Linked DNA regions of Mus musculus: regions 2, 3 and 4 are each linked to region 1. The links are chromatin contacts, called in public Hi-C maps. All regions are on one chromosome and are shown on one strand. Each heading gives the region's core, a stretch centred on a gene start, on an enhancer-like site or on the middle of the called end of the contact. The rest is flanking DNA. Distances are from core to core; before and after follow the strand shown. Region 1 holds the start of Syt1 (synaptotagmin I). Region 2 has its middle 120 kb from the start of Gm23041. Region 3 overlaps Syt1 (synaptotagmin I). Region 4 overlaps Syt1 (synaptotagmin I).

Evidence for each region. Hi-C and Micro-C count contacts between places; a contact is called where the count stands out from the background.
Region 2: a contact with region 1 is called in a Hi-C map of the N1E-115 cell line, with 3 times the contacts expected there. The contact joins the enhancer-like site here to the promoter of Syt1 in region 1. A contact is called at or near these places in 7 of 39 promoter capture datasets (the 3T3-L1 cell line, 3T3-L1-derived adipocytes, the C10 cell line and 4 more), 4 of 484 Hi-C or Micro-C datasets (the N1E-115 cell line, cerebellar granule neurons and cerebral cortex), 2 of 115 datasets of contacts at active chromatin or transcription factors (embryonic forebrain and neural progenitor cells) and 1 of 9 other capture datasets (adipose tissue).
Region 3: a contact with region 1 is called in a Hi-C map of the N1E-115 cell line, with 6 times the contacts expected there. The contact joins the enhancer-like site here to the promoter of Syt1 in region 1. A contact is called at or near these places in 5 of 39 promoter capture datasets (the 3T3-L1 cell line, 3T3-L1-derived adipocytes, the SN4741 cell line and 2 more), 3 of 484 Hi-C or Micro-C datasets (the N1E-115 cell line, cortical neurons and rod photoreceptor), 1 of 115 datasets of contacts at active chromatin or transcription factors (forebrain) and 2 of 9 other capture datasets (adipose tissue and liver).
Region 4: a contact with region 1 is called in a Hi-C map of olfactory sensory neurons, with 3 times the contacts expected there. The contact joins the enhancer-like site here to the promoter of Syt1 in region 1. A contact is called at or near these places in 5 of 39 promoter capture datasets (the 3T3-L1 cell line, 3T3-L1-derived adipocytes, the SN4741 cell line and 1 more), 5 of 484 Hi-C or Micro-C datasets (the N1E-115 cell line, brain, cerebellar granule neurons and 2 more) and 3 of 9 other capture datasets (adipose tissue, liver and pancreatic islet).

What each region holds. Positions count from the first base shown.
Region 1 is chr10:109,009,599-109,012,414 of GRCm38.p6, forward strand. It overlaps Syt1 (synaptotagmin I), which reads right to left and starts at 1,377. Exons shown (of 11, transcript NM_009306.3): 1 at 978-1,377.
Region 2 is chr10:109,249,564-109,252,379 of GRCm38.p6, forward strand. No RefSeq gene overlaps it. Among named protein-coding and RNA genes, the nearest start is that of Gm23041, 120 kb to the right of the region's middle. Within about 2 kb of position 1,333, at least 1 of the 459 cell types and tissues checked has an H3K27ac peak or open chromatin away from gene starts, as enhancers often do. A contact at or near this core is called in the N1E-115 cell line, where this site is marked.
Region 3 is chr10:108,830,996-108,833,811 of GRCm38.p6, forward strand. It overlaps Syt1 (synaptotagmin I), which reads right to left. Exons shown (of 11, transcript NM_009306.3): 3 at 111-176. Among named protein-coding and RNA genes, the nearest start is that of Gm5136, 130 kb to the left of the region's middle. Within about 2 kb of position 1,351, at least 14 of the 459 cell types and tissues checked have an H3K27ac peak or open chromatin away from gene starts, as enhancers often do. A contact at or near this core is called in the N1E-115 cell line and rod photoreceptor, where this site is marked.
Region 4 is chr10:108,867,053-108,869,868 of GRCm38.p6, forward strand. The region is part of intron 2 of Syt1 (synaptotagmin I); the gene reads right to left. Among named protein-coding and RNA genes, the nearest start is that of Syt1, 140 kb to the right of the region's middle. Within about 2 kb of position 1,374, at least 8 of the 459 cell types and tissues checked have an H3K27ac peak or open chromatin away from gene starts, as enhancers often do. A contact at or near this core is called in cerebellar granule neurons, cerebellum and olfactory sensory neurons, where this site is marked.

The DNA.
Region 1 (2,816 bases), core at 127-2,626:
CAGTTTTAACACAAAAGTTAAACTTCCTGTGTTTCACCAAAGGGTTAAGGTTAGGGAAGTGGACATCAACACGTCCACAGTCCACAGAGGCTAACCAGATTAGCAAGATCAAAGTAAAAGTCAAGTCTCCTGATAATTCTGGTGTCACTTGGAAAGGTTTTGAAACTTCCCATGTTATTACCCTCCCACTATAAAGGCTACCTGGGTAAATCTCGGGAGGGTGATGATCTAGTTTTAATTTTTACAAACTCAACAAGCCCTCAAAGTTCAGACAGTGACCCTGAGGTGCTATCCCAAACTGTCAGCCCCACAGGACAGATGCAAACAAGAAGATTCTGATAGCAGGCACAGGAGAGCAGCAGCAATTAAGCAGTTGAAAGTGGGTTGGAGTGTTGGGTTATTTTTGTTCCATTTGTAGCCTCTTGCAAGGAGGAGATGGATTCAAATTTGACACTTCCTTTCTGAGAGCAGAAGCTGGTCTCCTTGTCTACTCTCATTCAGTTTAATTCCCTGTGTGGTTTCATCCCTTCCTGGACTCATATTTTCACACGGGGTTGCAATCTATCCTCCCTCCAACAGAAAGAAATCTTTTTTCTCTTCTTCACTGCCCTTCTTCCCTGTAAGAAAGACAATCCTCCACCCCCCGTTGGGGGTGGGGGGCTGTACTGGCTTAGAATAGGAGGAGGGGGAGGAGAGAGGGGGCTGGGGGGTGGAGGACAGAGGAGAGAATGGAAGAAGCAAGAAGATGGGGGATGCCCAACATCAACTCCTGGTTCTGAATCACCAGCCCTGTGCAAAGTGCTTTCCCCGGAGATGCACTTGTGGTCTTGCATTTCTCACAATAGGCTTACGGGGGGATCCCTCCCTAGGTCTCCCATCGCCACAAATCAAGTGTACCTACGTCTCTTCGACAGATTGAAGCGCAGAGGTACCAAGGTACCACCGAGGTGGCCGCGCTGCCAGTGGGGCTGCCTTACCTGGAGCGAGGACCGACCGGGAGATGGTGCGAGTCTTGGTCCCCGCTGCTCTCACCGCGGACCGGTGCGAGGCACACGAGTACTCTCTCGCTGCCTCCGCTCTCAGAGGGGCAGCCTGCAACACAAAAGGGGTGTGTGGGTGTGGGTGTGGGTGAGGTTTTCTAGGGCCACCAGCTGGTCCCAGCTGGCCGCCCCCGCCCTGCACACACCCCTTCGGGGACCTGAGCCCCCTGTTGGGTGAGCAGGACCCTGGGGGCTTGCCCCGGTTACAGCCTCAAGTTGCCCACTGCTAACTGCGGATGCTGTCGCTGCAGGAGGAGGAGGAGGAAAGACACTGGGGGCTGAACTCGGTCAGAGCATCCCCACACTGCAGCTTCTCCAGGAATCCCTCCAGTGAGGAGGCGGCCGCCCATCATCTCCCGGCCCCGGCTCTTGATTGGTTCCAACCAAGGTACGCTGCTCAGAAGAGCCAATCAGAGAGCACTGATAATAGGTGGCTCCTCTCAGGCAACGGAGCCCAGCCCAGTACTGTTAGAGTCTCTCCATCCCCACAGCGGACAGGGACCTGAGGAGAGGGGTTTAGGAGAGTGGCGGGGGTGGGGTGAACTAAGAGGAGACCAGATCCCAAAGAGAAAACACTAAAAGATAATTTTCTAGACCCGGTGGGTAGACTCGGGAATGCCCTCAACCTGTTCAGTAAGCCATAAGCACTGGATAAGAAGCAAGCCTAATACAAAGCTTTTTTTTAACTTTCAATCAAAACCTGCCTTGATACTGAGCATGCCCAGATCTACACAGCATCCTAGGAGTTTCGATATGTGTGAGTTCTAGGTTGAAAAGGTGGGAGCTGGGACGCGAGAGAGGCAGAAGTTTGTCTTTGGCCATTTGACACCGCGGAGTTGTGGGGAAGCAGGACTACTGAGATAGAGGTGGTCCTTCTTGCTTTGGGAGACCAGTCACATCATTCCGTCTGAACTCGAGTGGGAAGCCAGGCTCCGATAATGTCAGGGCAGCTAGATGTCTAGAGACCGCCCAGGAAGGGTGTGGTGGACCAGAGCTGTATGCAAGGTCCATCCATAGGTGGGGCGGAGGAGCGAGGCTCCACCCAGCTGCAGCTGCTAGGCAATGGAGCGAGCGCCCAGGGAGTTTCCATGCAGCGACCAATAAGTTTGGAGACTTGGGTCAAGTGCGACCTTGCTAGGCACGCTTTTTCCACCTTCTTGGGCTTGTGCTCGCCCCCCCCCCCCCTGTCTCCGTCTCTCTTCACCCCTTGCCCGCCCGCACGGTGGGGGACTAAAGGGCTTTCTCCCTCCTCTTCCTAGCTGAACCCTTCTGCTCGGAAGTAAGAAGCTTTTCCCTCGTGAGAGCAGCCGTGACCTGATTGTCTCTAAGCTCCTGGGCAATTTATAGCTTGGTAATACCGAGAGATGCCAAACAGGGAGGCTGAGAGGCTTGGACGGGAGGGCAGGCTGGCTGGCCCTGGGGTGGAGTCTAGCTCCCAAGGGCAGGAGCCTTTTACTCCACAGGTGAAATGCTTTCTTGTCACTAACAGAGATTTTTTTTTTTCTTTCCCACTCGCTTGACCTTGCTCAGTGCCCTCAGAACCTCTTGTTTTGCTTGGAAATCTTAGCAGTTTTTGTAAAGTTGATCAATAGCCACAAATGAGCACTCCCCTAATTGGGCTCTTTATTTTCCTGACAGGATGATCCTGGCATCTCAGGTAAGGAAATAAATAGCGATCGCAATTCCCCAAACTCATCCACTTTGAACTGGAGTTTCATTAACACTGGTGTGCAAAGGTAACTGTAGAGAGAATTCAATTAACAGTAACACATTTCT
Region 2 (2,816 bases), core at 83-2,582, 240 kb after region 1:
TATAATCTCTTCCATTATATAATTTTAATCTGATTGTATTTCTCCATGATTATGAAGCTTTGGGTGAAGCCAAATGGTTAGGTCTTGTGATAAAGTGACTATAGTTGAAAACGATGTATAACCATTTTAGGAGGCATTCATAAATATCCCTCTGTGCAGTCCTCCATGACTCATCTCTTTCCTTGTCTGAGTTTGGATATAAAGTGCTTACAACAGCCCCTGAGGACTTAAAAGATCATGGACCTCCAGGGCTTTAAATTGGCCACAAATCTACCTCATATATGAATTGCTGGAGGGTGTGAAGAGGCCAACAGATCCATTGCTCAGGGATCTCCAAGACACAGGGCAACAACAGGATACCTGACAGGAGTCCCTGTGGAGACCCAGTATTTATAGCGAAGCAGAAGCCAGAGGCCTGGAACCAGACCAATGACTCATTGCCAAAAACATCTGTGAGTAAAGATGCATGGACAAATGTGCATACTATGGAACACGCCGTGACAGACTACAGCTTTGATGATGAGATGTTTTCAATGCTTTGTCTTAACATTATTATTATTATTATTATTATTATTATTATTATTATTATTATTAATCTTTTGGAGTTGCAAGGGAAGAGAGCAAATACGAAGGGGTAGGGAGATGAGGGGACTGGGGTGCATGCTATGAAACTCATAAAAAAATTAATAAAAAAGTTAAAACAACCAAACAAAAGATCATGAAGACAAAGATTAAATCCTGCTCCTTAGCTAGTACTATGAAGCATCCCTCTGTAGAAAAGAAGTACTTTGCTGGATTGGATTTGAATGAGAGAGAGAGCATGACACATCTTAGAAGCTAAAATAAAGCCATTTCTCCATATGTTATATTTGGTCATGTTATTTTATCGCAGCAATAGAAAAGTAACTAATGTACGCATATACTGAGACATGTATTAAATTTTAAATGAAAACATTGTTTTTCAATGGAAGCTTTGTGTGTGTGTGTGTATACACATTATATATATATATAATTCAGGCCTTAATTTTCATATTCATTTCTGCTGTACTCTGACTCCTCTCATTTCCATAATATTGGAACATAGGAAGGAGGCGTGGGTATCAGTTAGGAGGATAAGCAAGTTCTGAATATATTGAATTAGAAACCAGACTGAGAGTAGAGGCAGTAGAAATCAATGACTTTAAAATTGCTTACAAAGATCGAATTAACAGAGTGGCACATTTGTTGATATTATATGAATAAGCAGCTAGACCTATGCTCAGAGATATTTAAATATTTATTGTCTACAATGCAATTTCAAGACTTTTTTTTTTGCTTGTCTTTATTGAGCAGACTACAATATATCTGATTTTTAATTGCCAACGAAAATACTAATTTTTCACAGCTTCTAAAATGTCTCATGATTGTTTTGTCAAAGGACTGGATGGCATATTCCCAGTCATACATACTCCACTTCTGTGTTCCTAGGGACTTGTTTATTTCCCATTTTCCTCCGGGATGCACATTTTGAATGTTGATGCCTTACGATTTGTAGCCTGTTTTTCCTATCTGATACACTGTACAATACCAGAGCCTGCTTTCCGAGGCAATGAATCACCCTGAAAGGTTATCTGTCAGTCATACATGCCCCATGGTGACAAGGCCTGAACCACTTAGGCCGTTTAATTTCCTGATGACCAGACATGCAACACAGACAAGCTTGAGATACTCTCTGGGATTTCTGTAGAGAATTTCACTGTAAAGATCAATCTGGGCTATCAGAGGAGTAACCAGTATGTCAGTAAGAACTCAAGTCCTGCACTTAGACTCACGCGCTCTGCCATTTATTTGGGTGTAAATTGGAGGCAATGGCTTTTCTAGAGGCCCTCAGTCTCTCATCTATGACATGGTGGTAACCAGCAGAGAGATTATTAAACTTACCTAGAGTAAAGGGACTACACTGTTAAATGGAGGCTGTGTTCCTTTTTATTAACAGACATCATTTTCTTTATTGCTTTTCATTTTTGTTTTTGAAATTATAATTTTATTACAGCATTTCTCCTTTCCTTTCCTCCCTTTAAACTCTTCCATGTACCCCTTTATGCTCTTCTTTAAATCCATGCCCTCTTTTGTTCGCATACTACTATTGCATACATACATGTAAAGCAAGATTTATAGGTGAAAAACTTGAGTTTCTACTGGAGACTTCTTTTGGCTTTTTGCATACCTAGGATTTCTCCAGAATATATTTGTCTAATGGCTGAGGGTCTTCCAGGTGAGAAAGGGATGCTATATGCAAGCTGGATCATCCATGATATCTAAGATGGATCCCATAGCTCACAATAGGACCTGAGTGAAAATTACCATTTAGTTGGTAGAATCTGGCTTAAGAAAGCTGTTTCTCTGATGTGCATAATTTCAAAAACATGGGCTAGTAAGGTGACATAGCAGATAAAGACATTTGCCTCTAACTCTGGTGACCTGAGTTCAATCCTTGAAGTATATATGACAAAGAATATAGTCAGCTTCCAAAGATTATTATCTCACCTGCATGTGGGGTGAACAACACCCATACTCCTATATATACAATAAATAAACATGAAATATTATATATTAATAAGAAAATTACTATGCTAACATTAGATTAAGTTTGAATATCCTGTTATACCAGACACAAGTAAACCCCTGTCCAGAAGCACAATCCTATCAAAGGAAAGAATTAAATATTCTTTTTGCCTGCCTGTCCTTTGAGCAGAGGTGGGATTGCTGCTGTACTCCACAATTAAGCCAACAAAGACGTGAACTTTGGAGTGTGTTACTGATGGAGACTGGAGGAA
Region 3 (2,816 bases), core at 101-2,600, 180 kb before region 1:
TTGCTACTCTGTTTTCTAATCCTAAAAATTAGGAAGGTAAATATTTGTGCAAAAGATGATCTAATTGTGCAGAAGGTCTCATGTAATTATTTTGACACTAAAGCACTTACTGTTCTGCTGGGGTAGTCTGGAGTATTTGGGTTTTTTTGTTCCTTTTGGAATCTCCTTTCTTCAATCTAAAAGAAAAAGAGTACATAAAATTACTTGAGACCATCTTAAATAGGACGTTAGCTTTATTAGTATTTCTAATTTAGATTCCTGCAATATGTCCATCTAAGTATAAAACATGGCATCATCATGAATATTTTGTATGTACAATGTAGTGCAAGAGAAAATAGAACTTTAAACAATTTGAGAGTTTGACCAGTATGATGTGGATAATTTACATAGTCATTCTGTAAAACATAAGTTAGAATATTATGCTCCTCATAGAGTGTTTTAAAAATGAAAGTAAGAAAGTTTGACCTGAAATCTTACATTTTTCCCTGGAGCTAGAAATTCTACTATATATTATAACTATTTTTCTATTTTTCAGACCTTAATAGTGGATTTAGAAATCACCTAATCCTATTACAGCACATTGGCTATATCTATAAATGCACATATATCCAGATATATAAACCCGTAAAATATTAGAATAAAAGGAAGTACACATTAGTATATTAAATATACTGCACTCAATTTAGTCTCAGAGAATGAGAATTTAAAGTCCTTTCTTTCCAAGTGTCAATATCAGGACTGCCTTCATGCACTAAATAATTTAATCAAGAATTTCTGACTTGGTTTGACAAGCGAGGAGCCCATAACTGAAATGTTAATGGTACAAGGCATAAGTACATTCCACTCCAAGTTCTCATCAGTTTTAGTTCTCAGAATGTGGATGTTCAAAACCAAGAAACAACAAAACATTTAAAAATAGGTTCCCCATAAGCATCCTTGTCTGCTCAATGGAACGATGCAAATATCATGGTGACAGCCTCTCCCGCTCCTGGCTCATGGAGGTGCTGAGTGGAACAGATCTGAAGTGACAGCTGTACCTTCCGAGCCACACTCCCTGCATCTGTTTAGTCTCCGAGGGCTGCTTTCATTTCATCTCTGCTTGAAACACAACTGTTTTCTAGTAAAATTTATGAGCTACGTTGATGTTAAAAATCACTTAGATTTACCTGGCCAACTCTTAACATACGATTTCAAGCCACAGTCACTTTATGTAAAATCTCAGTAGACCGTCCTAATACCCTGCCGCATTTTATTGATGTGAAACCTAAAACAAGATTCTATGTGTATGCATGTTAAAATTGCAGTGACGCGCAGCACTTTATAAGGGACTGGAAAGTGTGATAGGAAAAAACGCACTCTGTTAAAATACAAGAGAAGATTTGACGTTACGCGCACTTAACAGTGTTACTCACAGAGGGTCATGCTTCTCTAAGGGATAGTGTGAAAGGATTAAGTAGCTTTGGTGGCTTATGCTCTCTACAGGGCTTTGGTTTCATATGCATATCTGTCACAAGGATAAATGGGCAAGCTTGCTCCACTGTAGGGGACAAAAGACTGTTTTATACATAACCCATGCTCTGAATGTGGGTGTGTACAGTATTTTTATGGTAGGCAATTTCAGTCTCTTTCATGTATAAATGCCTTCTCTTTAATCCACAGAGAAAATGAAACAAAAACAGGCTGCATTATTACTGTGGAGTGTTCACCATTTATCTGCATGTTGATAGAAGTAAGGCAGAGCAAACTACTAAATCCACTCAGCTAATTTCTTGTATTCAGGTTTGCTTGTTATATGACTTGGCTTAAAACTCAAAAAATAATGTCTGTTTTGGTATATTTATATATTTTTATAAAATATTAGATACACTCAAAGCCAATAAAACTGAGGAGGTTTTATGGCTGTTTTCATCTATGTAGGCTTGACAAAGAGGAAAGGATACTTCCCAATTGCTGTTGGTAGCTGTAGACAGAAAGCAAGCTATCCAATAACTTATAGAGCTTATGAATACGTACAAAATAAGCCAAACCATCGATGCTTTAGACACCAGGAACACTTGTTTGCCTTTTATTTAAGCAGGCAGAGAACCATCCATATTATACTGGGGATTTCAAAGCAGCAGCTCTAAAGCTTTTTAAAATATACTTATTTTCAATAATGACAACAATAAACATTTAAGTGCAAACTTTATTTTTTTACATATGTCAAGTCTTTGTTCTTATGTAGATACTTACCTAAGCATTCACTACTATAGCATCCTGTTAGATACTCATGTAGGGTCGGAGTTAGAGCACAATATACAATCTCGCATGGAGGTTATATGCAAATGCCATCCCTTTAGATCTAAGTCAAGGAACTCATAGCAGAAGCCCTAGCCCAAATCTTTACATGTCAAAACTGTAAAAATTTGATACACTCTCAGCCTTCTCTCTTGCACCACATCTGACGGAAATGCTAAAACTCATGGCTAGGACATAGTTGTAAGGCTGAGTAGTAATGCTCTTAGCACAGATTTTTTTTTTCTAATCCTAAGGGATTTGGTTAGAATTCTTCTGGTTCATGTTTGTATTCTTGGAACAACAAGCAACAAGCCGATATTGCTAGAAAACAGGACATTATCCAGGTCATTAGTGACTATGTGTATGGAAGCTTTTATATACATAAACAAACAAACAAACAAACAAACAAACAAACAAACAACACACTGCATGACCAGATTAGGTACAAGACCAAAGGCAGGGCTGTGAAGAACAACTAGCTGCCAAGGACATCATTGCTACTGCCAAAGAAGTTAAATCATGGACTGTCAATTAGGCAA
Region 4 (2,816 bases), core at 124-2,623, 140 kb before region 1:
AATCGTATAGACTGCTATAGAAAATAATCTAATAGTAATAATGAAACTATATATATGCCCAAAATACAACTACATAAAACATATTTTTTTTTCACTCCTGGGAAAATAGTTTTCATGAGCTAACGAATGAACTTACACATGGCCTTACAGAGAACATCTTAATTTCAAGCCTTCCTGCATAAATGATGAGCCACGAAGTGCAGAGAGGTCAACATAGCCCAGAGTAATTACAGCGGCATTGCAGAGCAGGAGAGATTGGAGAAGGCCTGCGAACTGTAGTTGAGTTTAAATCATAGTTATCTTTAGTCACCGGATTTCTCCTCACCTATGGAGGAGGAGCTTGAATCTCTTCCCAGGCCAGTTCCCCTTGGCTTCCTGCCAGGCTGTCAGTAGCGACAGCCCTTTTGCTGAAAAATGGCCAACAAGGTAACCATGAATAATCTCAGGCTGAAAATGCTCAAAAATTTCACAAGCTGAAATGTTAATGCGCCCAGGAGCTAGGGATACATTTGTGTGGATGCAAATTACTTCTTTTCTTTATAGAACTGTCCTGGTGGCTCTAAAAATGTACCAAATAACGAAATGTCAGGAACTATTAATTAATTGACTTCACTTGTTTCTGAAACACATTTTAACCACCTATAACTGGACTTTAAAGAAACTAACCAAGATAATATCACCATCAATTTTGACATTCATCATCATGGAGAAAATGAGGACTTTGTCGCCTGGTCCTCCTCATCTTCCAATACATCATCCCTATTAAGTGATAAGCTGGAGGTTTCTCACAATACCTTTCTTTATCTCCTAATCTTACCATAGAACATTTCTGATACCCCTCTGTGCTCAAAAAAGCAACATATAGCAACATACCAGAAGACATAGGCATAGAAATATACAAAATGGAATGGATGCCATTCCAGGGTCACTCGGAAGAGGGCAACAAATATTGCTCATCCTTCCTAATAGCCGAATGACATGAACAGCCAAACCAATGGGCCTGAACTGCTACCAGTCAGTCATAGGAAGACAGCTGGCTTCTCTATAGATAAATTTATCACCTAGGCATCACGAGAGGAGAGTATCACTTCTGCGTTCTCTTGCTATCCTCACTGTATGTTACAACTATGTGGCATTCAGGAAATCATTTCTGGTTTATAGGCAACCTTTGGCCTTGGCAAGTTTAGACGAACAGGTATTACCTGTTGGCACTACTGCTGCACTAGCAACTCTGGAGCGAACCCCTGGATGATACATGTAAATACTGCTTTAATTTCTATGCTTATGTAAGTCATCTTCATATGTGGTCACCACTTGCCTGCATGAGAAGACTTGGAATGGAATGTAGGGCAGATAAAATTAGCACCTTCGTGGAAAGGGCTCACTGTTTGTTAGGACTCAGAGGGCTGCCAGAAAGCTTGGTTGTGATCACATAGCCAGGAGGTTTTCTCTGAGGGCCTCTCTAGGGCTTCTGGATACTTTCCAATGACTTCATGGGGTTTCTTTTCACAAACAGTAAACTATCATGGTTTGTACAAGCGTTTGAAAGTCTGACATTACATGCACTCTTTTTCTCCAAGCTAGTGTCACTCTTCAAAGGAAAGGATTTTAGGGTCAGTTGTGTTTATTACTTATAACTGTAAAATTGGATGCTCCTGAACACCTGACTGCTCCAGTTCCTTAAATCTAACCACAGAAATAATATGTGTAGCACTATAATGGTGTCACAGAGCAAAACAAGAAAAGGAGCTTAGAGAAACTAGAAATAGAAACATTGGGAAGATGACCTGGGGTCTCCTCACAAATAGAATCATGCCACATTCCTTTCTTATCCTGTATTTATCAAGAATCCCTGCTAGTCTAATGCACGATTCAAAACCAATAGCAGTATCAAATCTCTATTATCTTTAGCCTTCAGCTAGCAGCAAAACATATCTTAAGCATAATATACTATTGAAACTTCATACATTGACTTATGTTAATATATGTTACTATAACAGTGATGGCAAATTTTGTGTACAGCTTAATATTTTACAGCTCTCATCTAAATAATCATGAAACGGAGGCCCATTATAGCCAAATCATGAAATTTGTTAAGAATATAAGAGAAAGGAGAATTAGCTGAAATACATGACAGAAGTTAGCATCATCTTTATGATATTTCTTTATTTAACTGGCAGTTTGGGGACCAAAACCAGGCAAGTTTGTAACTGTTTTACTCTCAGACATTCATTTATTTTTAGCATACATTTGCATCACCAATATCTAAAAGTCAAACATGCATAAGTATATATATATATATATATATATATATATATATATATATATATATGCACATATATGCATTACATGCACTAAAATATTACATTCTGATAAGCAGGACCATTATCCATTTGGAGATACTGAAAATGGTGTTCTATCAAAAATGTTTCTCTAACAATGCAGGCTAACAATTTTATTATGACTTTATTTTTAAATTTTTGTCCTATGTGCTAAACCTCGGATCTCACCCATGCAGGGCAAACATAGTACCACATATCTATACCTCCACCCCTGTTTTATTATGACTCTTGCTCATGACAGGTTCTCTCGATAGTGGATATCCTTCAAGATGCTGACAACTGTTAGTTTAAAATGGAAAAAAAAGAGAAATTAATCCTATGAAAGAAGTGATGATTCAAAATGACAAAATGAAAACAAAATTAGGTTGAATCTGATTCCAAGCCCCCCCCCTTCTTTTTTGTAGAAATTAGTTGGTACCAACAGGATTATATAAGATGAGATAGCTGTTGCTCAGACTCACGGGTGGACAAAGG